Linked DNA regions of Macaca mulatta: region 1 is linked to region 2. The links are chromatin contacts, called in public Hi-C maps. All regions are on one chromosome and are shown on one strand. The core of a region is the stretch at or near the end of the contact, and the rest is flanking DNA. Distances in the headings are between cores, read along the strand shown. Region 1 holds the start of ZFAND4 (zinc finger AN1-type containing 4). Region 2 holds the start of MARCHF8 (membrane associated ring-CH-type finger 8).

The links. A called contact is a pair of places that touch in the nucleus more often than the background predicts.
Region 1: a contact with region 2 is called in a Hi-C map of liver, with 2.2 times the contacts expected there. The contact joins the promoter of ZFAND4 here to the promoter of MARCHF8 in region 2. A contact is called at or near these places in 2 of 14 Hi-C or Micro-C datasets (CD4 T cells and liver).

What each region holds. Positions count from the first base shown.
Region 1 is chr9:58,675,179-58,678,138 of T2T-MMU8v2.0, forward strand. ZFAND4 (zinc finger AN1-type containing 4) reads right to left here and starts at 1,405. Exons shown (of 9, transcript XR_001447076.3): 1 at 879-1,405.
Region 2 is chr9:58,598,182-58,601,109 of T2T-MMU8v2.0, forward strand. It overlaps MARCHF8 (membrane associated ring-CH-type finger 8), which reads right to left and starts at 1,665. Exons shown (of 9, transcript XM_077946346.1): 1 at 1,561-1,665.

The DNA of each region.
Region 1 (2,960 bases), core at 155-2,654, 77 kb after region 2:
CACACGTATGTTTATTGCGGCACTATTCACAATAGCAAAGATTTGGAACCAACCCAAATGTCCATCAGTGATAGACTGGATTAAGAAAATGTGGCACATATACACCATGGAATTCTATGCAGCCATAAAAAAAGGATGAATTCATGTCCTTTGCAGGGACATGAATGAAGCTGGAAACAATCATTCTCAGCAAACTATGACAAGGACAGAAAACCAAACACTGCATGTTCTCACTCAGAGGTGGGAACTGAACAACGAGAACACTTGGACACAGGGAGGGGAACATCACACACCGGCCTGTCTGGGGAGGTGGACTGTGGGAGGGACAGCATTAGGAGAAATACCCAATGTAAACGATGAGGTAATCGGTGTAGAAAACCAACATGGCACCATACCTATGTAACAAATCTGCACGCTGTGCACATGTACCCTAGAACTTAAAAAAAAAAAGAAAAAAGAAAAAAGAAAAAATCAATTCCCAAAGCATTTCTCTCATCTCTTCTGAAAAAGTTCCAAAAACACAACTCCAAAGATGAAACGGAAGTTAAAGGTAAACAGGCAATAGCGCTGAATACGTAATTTCAGTAACTCAGAATTTGCTCCATCCTCTGCTCTAAAGCTTAGCTACAGAAGAGCATCACCTTTGAAACATTTTCCCAAACATAAAGATATCCAGAATATGAAGCTGCCATTAAAACTGTGACACAGATCTTCCTTTACTGATAATGTGAAAACATCCCTAAAGTTCTAAATACGAGGTACAGAACCACATCAACCGCCTAATTTGTCTGTAGCCTAAGCTCAAGTACGGAGTTTATCTGCAAGCGGAATTGGGAAATATTTCAGCCAGCATCTCCTCGCGCCATCCTGATACCTACACACTTGAGGCCACCGAGTCACCTGCGCAGCCGTTGCTCCTCCAAGACCAATCCGGGCTCCCCAGACCCACGGGCCTGAATCTGGAGCACAGCAGACCGCGTGACAACAGCGACTCGGAGATCAGCACCCGTCGGGAAAGCCGGGTACCCGTTGAAGCTGGCGTCACGCCCAAAGGAACAAACGCCAGAGCGTGTGTCCTGGGCAAAGGCGACCCGCCGCTCCGGTCCCCGGGCAGCAGCGGCCGGCGTCAGGCCGCAAGGCGAGGGGCGGGGACGGGACGCTACCCGGCAGCCAGGCGCCGAGCGGCAACACCACTCCGGCCTTGCGCCATTCCGGCCCTACTACGGCCGGCGGCGGCAGCGCGGCTGGGCTCAGCGGCTCGCAGCCCGGGCGCCCCCCCTGCCGGCCGCTTGCTAGCTCAGCCTCACCCGCAGTCTTGTCCGCTGGCTCGCTCGCCCGCCCACAGGTCGACAGGGCCCAGCGACCCCACGAGCGACTCCACGTAAGGCACTGACCGACAACGCTCTGCGACCGCCGCGCCCCGCCCCTTTTGTGACACTACCTACCAATCGCTGGACGGCGCTCTCGCTACCCTCCAATCAGCGCTGGCGGGGCGGGCCTGGACCCGGACGTGGGCCGTTGCAGGGGCGCCAGGGCGCTAGGGCCTTGTTGGCATTCCCTGGAGGTTGTGGGTTACAAGGCCCGGATGTTGATCTTTTATTCCTAGCAACACCGCACCCCTGACTCTTGCCCACGCGGCCGTCTTGAGGGCGGCCGCACGGCCTGCTGGGAACGGCGGGGTTGCCGGAGTGCTCTCCGTCGGACCCATCGGGGATCCTCTTCCAGGCGCCTGATTTGCTGGGGATAGGCGATACAGGCAAATGCTGTCCAGTAGGTGGCCTCTCCAGAGCCAGGGGCACTCCTGGTGCGTTTGGGCCGGCCTGCCCTGAACAAATCCTCTTCGGGCTTCAACGACCCCTAATGTTTCTGGCCTCAATTGCCTCATCTGGAAAATGGGGGCATTACCGTGCTTGGTTGAAGACAAGGGTGAAAACAGGTAACTTTCTGTGGTCCTCGTACAAGTTACTGAGGACTGTAGGCCAGGCAATGGAGTAGGCACCCTGGGCTCAAATCCCAGCTTTGGGTAAGCCCAGCCAGGCCTCCTGCTCCAGTTTCCAAGCTACTGAGCTGCGGGGTAAACAGTAACTGGCTTCAAGCTAACACCTGCCTTTCAACCTAACATGGGAGCCCACTGCCTCGTTCCGCCTACCGATTTTCCAACTCCGTGAACCTCCTTCACTACGTGGGTTATTCAGCTGACAATGTCATCTCGCTCCCGGTGCGGGCTCACTCATCCTCGACTTCTGGCTCAGAGGAGCCGGTCTAATATGAAACTAAACACCTAAGCTGTGTCTCCTGTCCTCTCATTCTTCTGAGACCCTACCCACCAACTTATCTCCACAGTTCAACGAACTATTGAGCATACACTGGGGGAGTATGGTGAGGCACTAAGCTTTGATTCACCAGTCTCGCCGCTGGTTCCTTCTGAAACTCTACATATGCTTAATGCTAAATAGATTGGAGCCCTTTGGGGACAGAGTTATAATGGTAATAATCTTTGCCTTCCTGAGCCTAGAATAGGGCCTGTAATGGAGACTTACTGAGTAAAAAACGTTTACACTGGAGAATTGACAGCATGGACCGTGGAGTCAGGCAGGTGTGTTTAAAGCCTTGGCTCTCCATACTGGAAGCTCCATTACCTGGCCAAGTCATTCATTCTTTACAACATCTTCATCATTATCATCTACCATTTTTCGAGTGCCAGATAGTTGACAAAGGTCTTTACATATTCTCTCCCCATCACAATCCTGCAAGGTTGGTATTTGAAACCCCTTGTCTACAAAGAAGTAAACAAAAGCTAATTAAAGTAGAACAATTTGCCTATAATCAAACAGCTCTATGTCGGAAAGCCAGATTTAAATGTAGGGCACAATACAAAAATCCAAACTCGTTCCATTATTCCACATCGCTTCCAGATTTTAGCTTCATCTGTAAAATTAGTGTTACTACATAACCTATCT
Region 2 (2,928 bases), core at 415-2,914:
CTTGCTCAACTCACAGAAGCAATAAGCAGACAAGCTGTAAAAGGGTATCGTTTCCCTCTTTTAACATTAAACTTCAAGTTTCAGTACATCTCTTAAAACCATAGTCTCCAAAATCCATTAGGAAACTATGTGTTACTCTTTAAAAAAAAAAAAAAAAACCTGAAAATTTTGTCTACACACTACCACCTCATACTGTTTACATGTTCACTCACCATATGAAACAGAAATCTTTTTCTCTTAAACTCAATTTTCTCAAAATCCAAAATTCTCTTGCTCCAGGGTCTCAAGATTTCACACGAGGGCATGTTCACATTATTCCATGACTCTCAACGACTTGAGTTCATATACTCCTTCAGTTTTCATATTTTTTAGAGTTTTCATGTTTTTCTGATATGTCCTAACCTATCGGGTTGGTCTCAAAAGTCTTCCATTCCCATTCTGTATCTGAGCAACTAAATCAGCAATGAGGCATGAAGTCTCACTATTATAAACATACACTTACTTCCCCAGGGACTGGGATGCAAGGAAAGATGGAACAAGAAACGTCTTTATCAGAAATTTCGGGGCCAAAAAAGGCCCCGAAGTATGGTATGTGAGGGTTATGCTAATTGTCTCTGTAATTACATAGCATGCAATCGAACAAAATAAGGAGAAAGATAACAGAAAACTCCACATATGCAAAGAATTCATTTTCCAGATCCTATCAAATTAAAAAATACACAAAACATTTCCTCAACTCCATACGGAGCTCCTCAACCTATGACTTCCATGGGTCCTTAAGGGTAGTTAGCGCGGGGGTGGGTCGTGAGAATAGTGATAATGAGGCAGAAAAGGGTTCCATTTATTTTTACAATCTGGGCTTCCAAATAGATTTTAAGAAAAAAAAGGTTTTGTTGCATTAAAGAAACATGAAAACGGTAACATAAACCATTATAACCCCCACCCAATAAGTTTTCTATTAAAAACTTCAGCCAGGTGAACAGGAATCCGAATCATTTAAGATGAAAACGGATTTAAAGATCAACGAAAAGTTAGCAACTAAAGGACAAAATAGCTACCTATGCTTTCCTTCTGGCACCCCGAATGTACGCAGGTCTCTCAAGATCACACGTCAGACGTGGAAGGTCCTCACGGATTACTAGTCCGAGCTTCCATTTTACAGATGTGCAAACTCAGGCCAAGGACGACGGCTGACGGGCTCAAGGTCTCACAGCCCGTCAGGGAAAAGACCTGGCACCCCGGGCGTCCGGCCTAGGGCCCTTGGCGCAGACTGCTTCTGCGGTTCCTGGTTCGACTCGGCCCGGCCCCAGGAGCAGACGCCAGCACCAGGGCAGAAGGACCCACGGCCCCGAGTCGCGCTGCCTCTCCGCGTGCTCCACGCCGGGCCCCCAGCCCAGGGGCAGCGCAGGTCCGGGGCCTTGGCGGCCCACCTGTCGCGGACCGGGCGGCCGGCAGCCACACCCCCTGCCCGGGCCGGGGGCTCGGCCGCCCTTATTGGCGGCCAGCAGGGACAGCTGCGAGCGGCGTGGAGGAGTGGATTCTAGAAGCCCCAAGAGTTACCTCAGGTGGGCTCTGAGCTGGCGGCGCAACCGCCCCGGCCCTCCTCCAGCATGCCCGAGACGCGGACGTAGCAGGGCCGAACCTCCGCCAGCGCGTTGCCTGTTTACACCCTACGCCCCTCCGCGTGAGGAGGCCGACTGGCAGGTCACGTGACGCGGGCGTCACGTGTCCGGCCGGGTTGGGTGGAGGCGTTCCCCGGGTGGCCACAGCGCGCTGGGGGCCGGCTGCTGCGGGTGCGGCTGCGCGACACCTCTGTGCTTCCACCCCTTCGCTGTGCCCAGGCGAGGACCCACCAGGCTTGGAACCGAAGACTTCCCCAGCTCTGCCTTTGTCGTTTAGTGTGTCGTGGGCCTGACTACATGTGTTATTAATACTGGTGTTTTGGAAGGAAAAGGAAATTTTGTCTGGCAAAAGGATGTTGTACTTGGAGAAGAAAGTGGAAAATACTTTCTTACCTGAGGCTATCAAACGGGAGGGAAAGCGAAGGAATAAGTAGTAATGGTTTTTGCCTTGACAGATTTTTGTTTGCTTTCGCTCTGTAATCTGGACTGAAAGATAGATGCCCACAGCATAGCCCTCTGAGCCAGAGAAAGCATGTGAAAGAGGTTTATACGACTACTACTTTTAAATTGTATTTTAATTTTTATCAGAAATCATCTTTGTGTACATACACGTCTAAATATTTGATTCGGCATTCATCTTTTGTCCACATAAAACTTACTTTATTATTCCTCTGTCACTTTCATCATTGTCTACCAAATCCCAATTTTCCTAGATCAAACTTCCCAGAAATAGTTTCAACCACTGCTAATTTTATTTGTCCCATAATAATGCATAAAATGTGACTAATTTGTATTTCTTAGTAAATTCATGAGTGAATTATAAGCAAATCCTCTCAAATATTCCACAGTTGTTCTGTTGTCCAGGAGTGATCTATCATATAGCTAATCAATTCTTCCCTACAATTCTGACCACTTTGCATTTTTGGCTAAGTAAAGAGCAGATTGTCAGGTTCAAAACAGTGTGCTCAAAATATCCTCTGGATCAGCAAGGTCAAAACATCTTCATTTCCGTAACACACTTAGAATACAGTATTACAAAGAACAGAAAATGATGAATTTTCTCCATTTGTCGTTTACTATGGAAAATAGGTTATCAAGGCCGGTTGCCAGAATCTGGTTGACTCTACTGCTTCTGGCAGCAGGTGTTCCATGAAGGCAGTACCAATATCTTCCATTGGTATAGCTGATGCCTAGACCAGGCTTGGTGAGCAAAAGAATTGGTTGACTGATCTATGGATATGGAATCCTATCATCCTTCTGCAGGAAGCGGCAGAACCTTCGTAGTTTAACAGGGATCTGTGAGCTA